Regions from separate parts of the Sus scrofa genome. Here region 2 is linked to region 1. Evidence: chromatin contacts called from public HiChIP or PLAC-seq data. All regions are on one chromosome and are shown on one strand. Each heading gives the region's core, a stretch centred on a gene start, on an enhancer-like site or on the middle of the called end of the contact. The rest is flanking DNA. Distances are from core to core; before and after follow the strand shown. Region 1 holds the start of ARL11 (ADP-ribosylation factor-like protein 11). Region 2 holds the start of LOC106505288.

Region 1 (5,310 bases), core at 956-3,455:
TCAGCATGGCTGGAGTGGTGACTCCCACCACAAGACCCCTCAAAGATGAATGGTAGAATAATAGAGGTCAAGGGTGCCCCCAGGTGGTCCCAAGTCAAAGCCCAAACTGTTACTTTCTGTGCTTCATTGCCTCCCAGGACAGCTGTCTGAAAGCTCCTCCCACCTGGGTGTCTGATGAAAAGCCTGCTTCCTTGTTGAGCCAAAGGGACAGGGCTGGAGTTTATGGAGGTAACTCACCTCCATACCCACATGGCCTTTGGGCAGGACTAGAGCCCCATTCAATATAACTGCTGTTTCCCTGGCTCTCTACTCCTCCAGCTTACACGGGACTTTAGTGAATGCCTGTCCAGACCCCAGAGGGAGATGTCTCTCTGAGTCTGAGGTCAGTACTACAAAGGGCCTCCAGGTGGCCTGCATGCTGGCCCTGTGGCCCCAGGCTTCACTGGAATCCTCAGGGCAGGAGTCTGGGAAGTGTGCCTCCCCTCATGTCACCTGCAGGCACTCAGCACCCAAGCAGCCTGGTATGGTGCCTCCAAGCCTTCAAGTCTACGGCTTCTTCCGTCTCTGCCCACCTCCCTTCTCCCCTCCCTTGGGCTCACACAAGGGGAACCAGGGCCAGAGTAGCACCCCTTTGCTCCCCAGCCTCCAAGCACAGGTCATCCTTTGCCTGCTGCACCGGTATCCTCTGCCAGTCCCAATCCTGCAAAATCCTGGCAAGATTCCCACTGATTCATCAGCCAGGCCCAGACAGAGCTGGGTCCCAAGTTCGTCTGATCGCCCAGCACCACAGGCAAGACAGACAAGCGCCCTCCAGACAGTGCTGGGCTGCTTTAAGACAGCGCACGTCCTTATAAAATCTGGTTTTAGCAATAATCCGAATCTCCACCCTCCATATCTGATCAGGTCGCTAATTCTCCACCGCCCCCCAGATGAAATCTGATCACCTTGGCCTGTCTTTAGTGAAGACCCCATTAGGTCGGTTTAGCCAGAACCCTGCTCTCCCCTGATGCTTCTTCTTAGTAATTTTCCATATCCACTGACACCCGCCCCCACCCCCAGCTCCTTGGCTATAAATCCCCACTTGCCCACGCTTTTTTCGGAATGGAGCCCAGTTCTGCACGAAGGTCTCTTCCCCTATTGCAGGACTATTCTGCAATAGTCCTGAATAAAACCTTTTTTTTTTTTTTCTTTTTTTACCACTTTAACCATTGTTCTGCTGTGGTTTTTCTTTGACTATAATTCTACCTCTAAATCCCTTCCATTATGCTTCAGTTTCTCACCAAAACGACTGTAGCCAGAACCACAGGCTCCCCCCAAAACCCAAAAGGACAGTGACATCAACAACATGACATAGTGGTGCCCGTGTTTCCAATTTTTCCCAATCGCTTCCTCCTGTTAAAATATAGCCACCTTACAACGACAGCCGCTACAATGAGGGGCTCGCCATTTGCAAAGCACTTTCTCAGTGAGCAACACGATACAATGAAAGAGAGATGAATTATAAATCTCAGCAAGATCATGAACAAATTCTCTCTCCCGTCTGAGCCATTTCTTCATTAGTAAAATGAGAGAATCCCAACCCCCATCTTGGTCCTTGACGATTTAGTAAAGAATGTGCCAGAAAGCAGAACTGTTACCAGCTATGAGCGCCAAGTCACTGGAGCTCCAGAGCCAAGTCAGAATCTGCTACAGAAGCAAAGGCTTCTGAGTGGTTAATTTTTTGGAAAATTCTATTTTTTGGAAGTATCATTTTTTTTTTTTACTGGGAAAAACAAAATGACATTGTTCAAGAAAAAAAAAATTAAGCAATAAGCTTAATCACCCTTAGTTCCACCTCATTAACATAACTTTTAATTTTTATGGTTTAACATATATATATTTATATACACACATATGTATGTGTATATGTGATACACACACACACATTTTGGTTTACCTGCAACATTAAACCTAATTTTTAAGAGTATTTTATTTTTGTTTGTTTTTGGTTTTGTCTTTTTGTCTTTTTAGGGCCGCATATGGAGGTCCCAGGCTAGGGGTCCAATTGGAGCTGTAGCCACTGGCCTACACCAGAGCCACAGCAACGCAGGATCCGAGCCGTGTCTGCGACCTACACCATAGTTCACAGCAACGCTGGATCCTTAACCCACTGAGCGAGGCCAGGGATGGAATCTGCCACCTCACGGATGCTAGTCACCGCTGAGCCGTGATGGGAACTCCTACAGGGTTTTAATCCTATTTGGGCAGCTTGTAAGCACACATGGTTCCAAGCAAATAAAAGAATCTCCAGGCACCAGAAACACACTGAGCTGAGGGAAAAGGGGGGATTCTCAGATTCCTCCACCAAGAGGATCACAGGATGGTGAGAGGAAGAGCAGTAGAAACAGCAAACGCAGATGTGGTCCTGAACGGGGGGCCCTCCCTGCAGCATAGAGTCTGAGCTGCTAAGAAGCAGGTGTTACTGAGGACGTTTTGTGCCTGACCCCAGCAGGTCTGCTCTCTCCCAGGGGCCAGAGCAGAGAGACGGCCTGCGGAGCTCGCCCTGCCCCCAACCACGTGGGAAAGGGAAACAGAAAAAGGAGAACCAGTAGCAGCCACTCGAGACTTCCCTCACCTCTCAATCGTGGGACCTGACTGAGCAGTGGAAAGCAGCTGCAGGGGAGGACACGGTCACAGGGGAGCTTTCAGCCACAGTCTAATCACATTGGGTAGTTTGTTTTTTTTAAGGGCCACACCTTGTGTCACACCACATGCAGGTTCCCAGGCTAGGGGTCCAATCGGAGCTACAGCTGCAGCTGCCGGCCTACAGCACAGCCACAGCAACTCTGAGCTGCGTCTGCGACCTACACCGAAGCTCACGTCAACGCTGGATCCTTAACCCGCTGATCGAGGCCAGGGATTGAACCTGCATCCTCATGGAGACTGGGTTCTTAACCCGCTGAGCCACAACAGGAATTCCCAATACTGAGGTAATTTTAATTTTTACTCTTCCACGCCTGCCATGAGGAACGAACAGAGGCTGTCTTATTTTCTTCCAGGGCCAACAGAAATGTACTCCTGGGGGTGAGATGTTCCTTCACCTGCTCCAGCCAAGGCTTCCCTAGACTAAGTTGGCATCAGGTCTTAGTCTTGGCATCTGGGATTCCTGTAATTCATGTGTAATGTTGTAGAGGTCACTTACCTCAGTAAGACACTGGAGGAAAGCCCTTTGCCCTGACTGGTACATCTGTCCTCAGTCAACAGTATTTATAAATAGCCACTGTTACAGGACACGCAGCCTGGTCCTATGGGGAGTTCCAAAGGCAGCAGAAGTTACCATGAGCCGACGGTCCCCCTCCCTCTGTGTCCTGACCCCAGGATAGCTTCCACTTCAGGGTTTAGGCTTCCAGGAGGACAAGAGAGGCTAGAAGCCACGGACCAGCAGGAATGGAAGAATCTTTCAGTCATTTCTACTGAACCAAGCTTGTCTAGCTGGAATTTGGTTGTGCCTCCTTGCTTTAACCACAGGGAATGTGAGCCTACATTCCATGTCTTGGGGCGGGGGGCTCCGCTCTGTAGGAGGCAGCCGGGAGAGATGGGTCAGCTGATTCACCCACCCCTACTTCCTGGCCCTTTCAGAGCCCAGGCCTGTCTTTGAAACCTGACATGCTTCCCTACTTTGGCCATAGAAACCCTTCCTCCATGTGCCTGCATGAATTTGTGTTCCTACAGAAAAGAATAGCTGATGTGTGCACCCGGCCGTTCTCCCCTAGGGTCTGGCAGGGGCCGCCATGGGGTCTGTGAGCTCCCGAGGTCACAGGGCGGAAGCCCAGGTGGTGATGATGGGCCTGGACTCGGCCGGCAAGACCACCCTCCTGTACAGACTAAAGGGCTACCAGCTGGTGGAGACGCTGCCCACCGTGGGTTTCAACGTGGAGCCTTTGGAGGAGCCTGGACATGTGTCTCTGACTCTCTGGGACGTCGGGGGACAAAGCCAGCTCAGGGCCAGCTGGAAGGACCACCTGGAGGGCACAGACATCCTCGTGTATGTGCTGGACAGCACAGACGAAGCCCGCTTGCCTGAGGCGGTGGCTGAGCTCAGGGAGGTCCTGGACGACCCCAGCGTGGCCAGTGTCCCCCTCCTGGTGCTGGCCAACAAGCAGGAGGTGCCCCAAGCCCTGTCACTGCCGGAGATCAGAGACCGCCTGGGCCTGCAGGGCTTCCTGGGGCGCTCCTGGGACCTGCGGGCCTGCAGCGCCCTCACCGGCGCGGGGCTGCCCGAGGCCCTGGAGAGCCTAAGGAGCCTCCTGAAATCCTGCAGCCTCTGCATGGCCAGGTGAGTGCAGGTGGGCAGGGAGCGGAAGTCCTGACCTGGGCAGAGCATGGGGACCGGAAGCAGTGGGGACCGGAAGCCCGTGGGGACCGGAAGCCCCGCTAATCTCGGGGCATCTCAAATTCGGTTTCTCACACAAGGAATCCTCCTGCGCTTGGACAGAATATTTTCGTCTTGGGCCTTATTGTCACCAGTATTTATACTGAAAATCAAGTATTCTTTGCATAATGTTACTCTAAGGAAAACCATGTACGTCAACATAGTTCATTTAGTAACAACTGTGAACTCTGGTAACAGAACCTGTGGTTGCAGAACAGTTCAGACAAATTCACAGAGGGACAGAGGTTTCAAAATCAAGTCAGCATCTCACCTGGACAAGGTCACGGTCTTATTTGCGATTTCCCTGGTAGCCCCCGGGTATGCGCCACCATCACTCTGAGAGCAGGCGGCCAGGGCCGGCAGGATAGAGTCGGCTTCTGCGGAATCTTGGGTTTAGAGGTTCGCTGGGGCGCTCAGCCCCGGCAGAGGCCGGGAGTTCAGGCCTTGCAAAACTGATCTTCTTCTCTGACCCCAATTAAACCCTTCTCCAACTTTTTGTTATCGTGTGCTAGTCTTTTTCTAAAAGCCTTCATTGCTTTCTTTTTTCCTTCTCTTGCCTCCTTCTTGTAGCACATAACGTTTCCTTAAAAATCAGATTAATCCATGATTTCATTCATTTATTCATTCACTTAATCAAAAATATGTGTATCATTGAATTTGTGGCAAAGGGCAATGAGCTTTAGATATGGAGCTGGACCTCGAAGTAGGAGGTGTGAATTTTGAAGTTATGTATGACAGCAATGAACCTCTCACTATTCACAGTGGGAAAAAAAAGTTGAATGTAGCATCCTAGAAGACTTTTCAGGTGATCTTTACCTAGGATCCATGAAGCTCTTGGAATTATTTGAGGAATATTATGTTGAGCCATTTTTCTAGGGAAGACAATCCATAACTTTTGT
Region 2 (5,310 bases), core at 1,225-3,724, 320 kb before region 1:
GGCTCAGACCCCTGATCTATTAGAGTGAGCTTGCCTTTCTTTAAAAATGGACAGGCAATCATATAAGCCCAACTTGCAAACAGCAGCTCAGCAAGGGAAATGAAACCATCAGAAGTCATCTAATCACAGGCCATCCAGAGCTCTGCCTTATCTGCTGGGTAATAAAGAACGGGAACTTCCTGAACCGGAAGGGCATCCAGTCAAAGAAGCCAAGTCACTGCTTGCCTCTGGCTCTTGGGGAGATTGCTATGCAGCTTAACCGGTGTCTACTAACTACAAAACATTGGCATAAGTTTGAACCACCTATGGTCTAGGAAAGGTTTTTTTGTTTGTTTTTATTTTTGGCAGGGTGTGCAGGAGGAAGATATTTGTTTTGCCATAAAGCAGAAAATAAAACAAATGTCTTTGAGGACAGGGATTGTTAAGATGGCAGTAGAAGGAAGGAAAGGGGAGAAAAGAATATCTCCTCTGAGGTGAAGGTACTTTTTCCAAAGGACTAGACTTTAGTTTAAGAGGGACACGTTTAAACAGCTTGCACAGTTCAAAACTGCTGTTTATGGAACTGAAAACCAAGAATTACTAGCCAAGAATTTTATATACATATATATATATATTTAAATCTCCACAAAGCAGCAAGTGGATGTAGAGCTGGTTTTGCATAGTTTTGAGCACAGGAGTAAAGAATTAGAGGCATCTCCCCAAAGGCACTGAAATCCTACGGCATCGATGGGGCAGTTGCAAAACGCAATGGGTGGGGAATTATTTCTCAAAACCCCCCGGGCACTCACCATCCCCCACCCCGTTGCTCCTTTCACCCTTCCTCCTTCCACCTCTTGAACCCAGGAGCAGCCCTTCTCAAGCTCAAGTCCCAGGACCAACTCTGCAGCCCCATTCCTCCCAAGCCTAGCAAGGTAGTCGGAAGGGAAGTGGGGGCCTCGGGAGTGAAGCCTTTCAAGCCCACCCATGTCCTTCAAGGCAGTGGAGGAAAGGATCTTTCTAACTGTACCTCTCAGGGGTCAGCCTGTTCCCCACCCCACGATGGTCAATACTCACGTAAAGTTGCTCAGACCACCTCCTAACTGTCCCCCCAGGATCCCACCCTAAGAATCCGCGCAGGTCCAGCCCTCTTTAATTGGCTGAGGTCAGCGTTTGAGGGTCCCTCCAGTCCCATCCCCCCTCCCCTCGCCCTCAGTACTTTATCTAATAGAGGAAAGAGCACAGTGGGATTGGCTGAATCCCTGCTGGTCTAGGGATGGGTTTTAAGCATTGTATACTATTGGAACCATGTGTGTGTGTGTTGGGGGGCCGGTTTTAGGCGGCTGAGTCCCACCCAAGCGAGTCCAGCTTCGGGACCTCGCACAGCCCCGGTGCCCCCTCGCTTCCCCGAGGTCAGGAGGAGCCCTGGGCCTCTGGCAGGAACTCTGCCCCTGCCCCTCCCCTCGGTTCCCGCAGGTCGACCCCCTCCCCACCCCAGCAGCCCGAGCAAGCCGTGGGGAGGGAAAGGGGGAGACGAAGGACCAAAGCTCCCCTAGACTAAGGCCCTGGGCGCAGCGCTGCCAAGGAGCAGCGGCGGCTCAGGGCGAACCCGTGCGCCTCAAAAGTTGGTCTCGCGCTGAGCCTGGGAGACGAGGTGCGGAGTCCGCAAAAACTGACCTGGTTCGCGGCCCCAGGACGAACAGGCTTCCAACACTGCTTCCGCAGGTTAGGTCCAACCTGGGCGGTGTTGCCGTGGGCGGGGTCAAGGGTCAGGGGTCGGAGGTCCCGCCGTCCGCCCATCAGGCTCTGGGGCAGCTCAGCGATGCGGATGGAAGAGAGGCCTAGCAGGGAGTTCGTGCTCCGCGGGGTCCTGGGCTCCATCCCCAGCGGGATTGGAGGCCAGGATGCCTGGACCTGAGTCACATGCCGGGCCTTAGGTTCCCCCAGCTCAACTTTAGGTGCCCTGGATTCAGGCCAGGTGTCCAGCTTGTAGTCAAGTGACCAGGCTCCACTGGCCACTGTCTGCCCCTCAAGGCTGCGACTTTAAAAGCTGGAGATTTCCTGATGATCCCCAAGCTTTTGGCATAAAAGCTGTGATTGGTGATTGTTCAACAAAGCAGATGGATGAGTGAGACCCTTCAGCTGAGAAGAGGGATGTAGGGACAAAGGAGGAGTCTCAGGTGCAAAGAGAAGAAGTTCAGGGAAGGCTCTCGGGAGAAAGGGCACGGGGTGAGCACCGCCCACCCACCAATACACCACCTCTTTGACACACTCCACGTTCAGGCCCCCCAGCCCCGTTTTTCCAGATACCAACACCTAGGTAGGCCTGCAGCCTGCAACTGCAAGCCCAAGTGTCAATTCAGGTATTTCTGGGTCCAGAGTCCTGACTCTGGGGAAACAAATGACACTCAGCCTCCAGGATAGAAAGTCCCCAGTGAATGCTTAGGACCGACCTCTGTGCCCTCTATGAGGCGAAGCAACGTGAGCCAGAAGGTCAAACGCACCTGGTAACCAAGCCCTCCTCTCTGGGCACATCCTTGGGGTTCTTCCAACGCCCCATCTGACCTCGGGTGGAGGTCCCAGTGAAGAGATCAATGTGGGCTCTGTTGGTGCTCCGGCGCCCTCTAGTGTCCGTCCCCTCTAACGCCAGTTCTCTGCCCTTCCTGCCTCTCTCTCCAGCCCTGAGGGCTGCACTGGCCTTGGGCACCTTCCAGCCCGATTTCCTTCCTCCTCTCGAAGGGCAATGACGTGCTCTGCAGATAAGGGTCTTTCTCTCTTGGAGTCTCCCAGGGCACTTATCCCTCCCCCCCCACCCAGAGGGGAATGGATAAAGATGTGGGGTGAGCCACACACACGCACAAACACACACACACACACACACACACACACACACACGGGCGCACGCACCCACACACAGAAATATCATTGCCATTAAAAAGAATGAAATAATGCCGTTTGTAGTAACACGGATAGACCTGGGATTATCATACTAAATGAAGTGAGCCAGAGAAAGACAATATCATATATCTCCTATATATGTAATTTTAAAAAAATGATAGGAATGATCTTATTTACAAAAGAGACTCGCAGACACGGAAAGCAAATTTATGGTTACCGAAGGTGAAAGAGGGGTGGGGGAGGGATAAATTAGGAGGTTGGGATTATATACATAGTACTGTATATAAAATAGATAACCGACAAGACCAACTGTATGGCACAGGGAAAAATATTCAATAATTAATAATAACCTATAAGGGGAAATAATCTGAAAAGGAATATATATATTCATATACTGAATAATATATATTCATATGCTGAATCACTGTGCTGGACACCTGAAACTAACACAATGTTGTCAATCAACTATACTTTAGTTCTTAAAAACTTGTTAAAAAGATTTTCAGTGAGTAGGAAAAAAATCTCTTGCATGTTTCATGTTGCATAGAATGCAATCAGAAATATTTCCACAGAACACATGGAACACTAAAATTCATCACCATAAGGTGAGTGAAACTCAAGTCTGGGGATTTTCTGTAGGCTTCTCAAGATTTCATCCTCATAGTTTAGGTCCTTCCCCATCAATTAGCTCCACTGGCCGTGACCCAGTTCCTGCTAAAGAGAAGAACAGGCTAACTGGAATGGGATGATCCCCAAATTAATGGGCCAGTGTGTGCTTGTCCCAGGATATGGGCTACACCTGCTTACAGGACTGGGACTTCAACCTTTAGCTCGTTAACTACAGGTCACAGTATTAACGACCATTTAAAGGGGGCGGTTGTGTTTCCTCAATTTAAGGGAAGCCTTCTAGGCATCTGACTCTTCCTTTTGTAGAGAATTCACTAGGAATAAGATACTGGTCTGAGGCAAATATTGGACAATCAAAAGATTTATTTTTTCCTGCTAACTGAAAATCTTTTTAACAACAACAAATTTTTTTCTCTTTTTTTGACCTCCCCGCACCAGGTGTCAAATCCAAGTCATGACCCAATCTTCTGGGTCGGGATCAAACCTGGGCCCCAGTGCTCCAGAGATGCTGCTCAACCCACTGCACCACAGAAGGCACTCCTAACAAAAATATTTTAAATTGAAATATAGTTGAATATAGCTCATTCACAACCTACATATGTAGCTGATGCATAACATATGTTAACGTGTAATATATATACACACCATTGTTCAAAGTTGTTATCTCACGCATCATAAATGAGATGAACACTTTGAAATTTCAATTAAAACATTACAGGAGTTCTCTTGTGGCACAACAGGTTAGGATCTGGTGTTGTCACTGTTGTGGCTTGGGTTCGATCCCTAGCCTGGGAACTTCCACATGCCACGGGTGTGGCACACGCACAAAAAAGGACATCATTACAATTGAAAGCATCCTCCAAAAAGCTGATCTGCTATACAATTATAGAGTATATACTTTTCAATCTTAAGTATATTTTTAAAATGACTCAGATATCAAAAGTTTAAATTTACTAGCTATATAATGAAAGTTTGAATCAAATTACAAAAATGTTATGAAATTATATTATAAAATTGAAACACTAGATTATAGAATTTAAAAAAATCAGTAACAGGGTGTTAATCTATTATCTATATATCTACATCTGGCTAAGGAACTAACTTAAGTAATTATGTACCAAGAAAAAAAAAATATATATATATTTTTGCTTTTTTAGGGCCGCACCTGTGGCAGATGGAGGTTCCCAGGCTAGGGGTCCAATCAGAGCTACAGCTGCCAGCCTACACCACAGCCACAGCAATGCCGGATCCCGACCCACTGAGCAGGCCTGGGATTGAATGGGCATCCTCACGGATGCTCATCAGGTTCGTTTCCGCTGAGCCATGACAGCAACTCCTGGGAAGTCATTTTTATACAGCACATTTTTATCACCTCTAAAATGTGGCTCGATCTTAGCAACTACTGGCCATATAAAACAGACATCTTTGTCATCCACCACACAGCTCAACTGATTTATTACACAGGTGCTAATCCTGGGCCCCCAGGCTCAGGAGTGAGTGACAGCTGCACTTACACCAGGAAAGCTGAGATCAAATTTCCCCTGTTCTGTGGTCATTCAACCCAGTTAACTCATCAGCAAGTGTAACCCAGGTGAAACTAGACCACCTGACATCCAATCAAAGACCACAGTTGTGGAGTTCCCTACATGGCTAGGCAGTTAAGGAACCTGACTAGGCTCCATGAGGATGCGGGTTCTATCCCTGGCCTCGCTCAGTGGGTCAAAGATCCAGCATTGCCGTGAGCCGTAGTGCAGGTCGCAAACGCGGCTCGGATCCCGCGTCGCTGTGGCTGTGGTGTAGGCCAGCAGC

Evidence for each region. HiChIP or PLAC-seq counts read pairs in DNA pulled down with a chosen protein or histone mark.
Region 2: an H3K27ac HiChIP or PLAC-seq map of alveolar macrophages shows a contact between it and region 1. The contact joins the promoter of LOC106505288 here to the promoter of ARL11 in region 1.

The regions. Positions count from the first base shown.
Region 1 is chr11:18,097,320-18,102,629 of Sscrofa11.1, reverse strand. It overlaps ARL11 (ADP-ribosylation factor-like protein 11), which reads left to right and starts at 2,205. Exons shown (of 2, transcript XM_005668400.3): 1 at 2,205-2,969; 2 at 3,712-4,907. The coding sequence starts at 3,771. The coding sequence ends at 4,319. The region is part of intron 3 of EBPL (emopamil-binding protein-like); the gene reads right to left.
Region 2 is chr11:18,412,933-18,418,242 of Sscrofa11.1, reverse strand. It overlaps LOC106505288, which reads right to left and starts at 2,474. Exons shown (of 3, transcript XM_021065322.1): 1 at 1,654-2,474. The coding sequence starts at 1,857.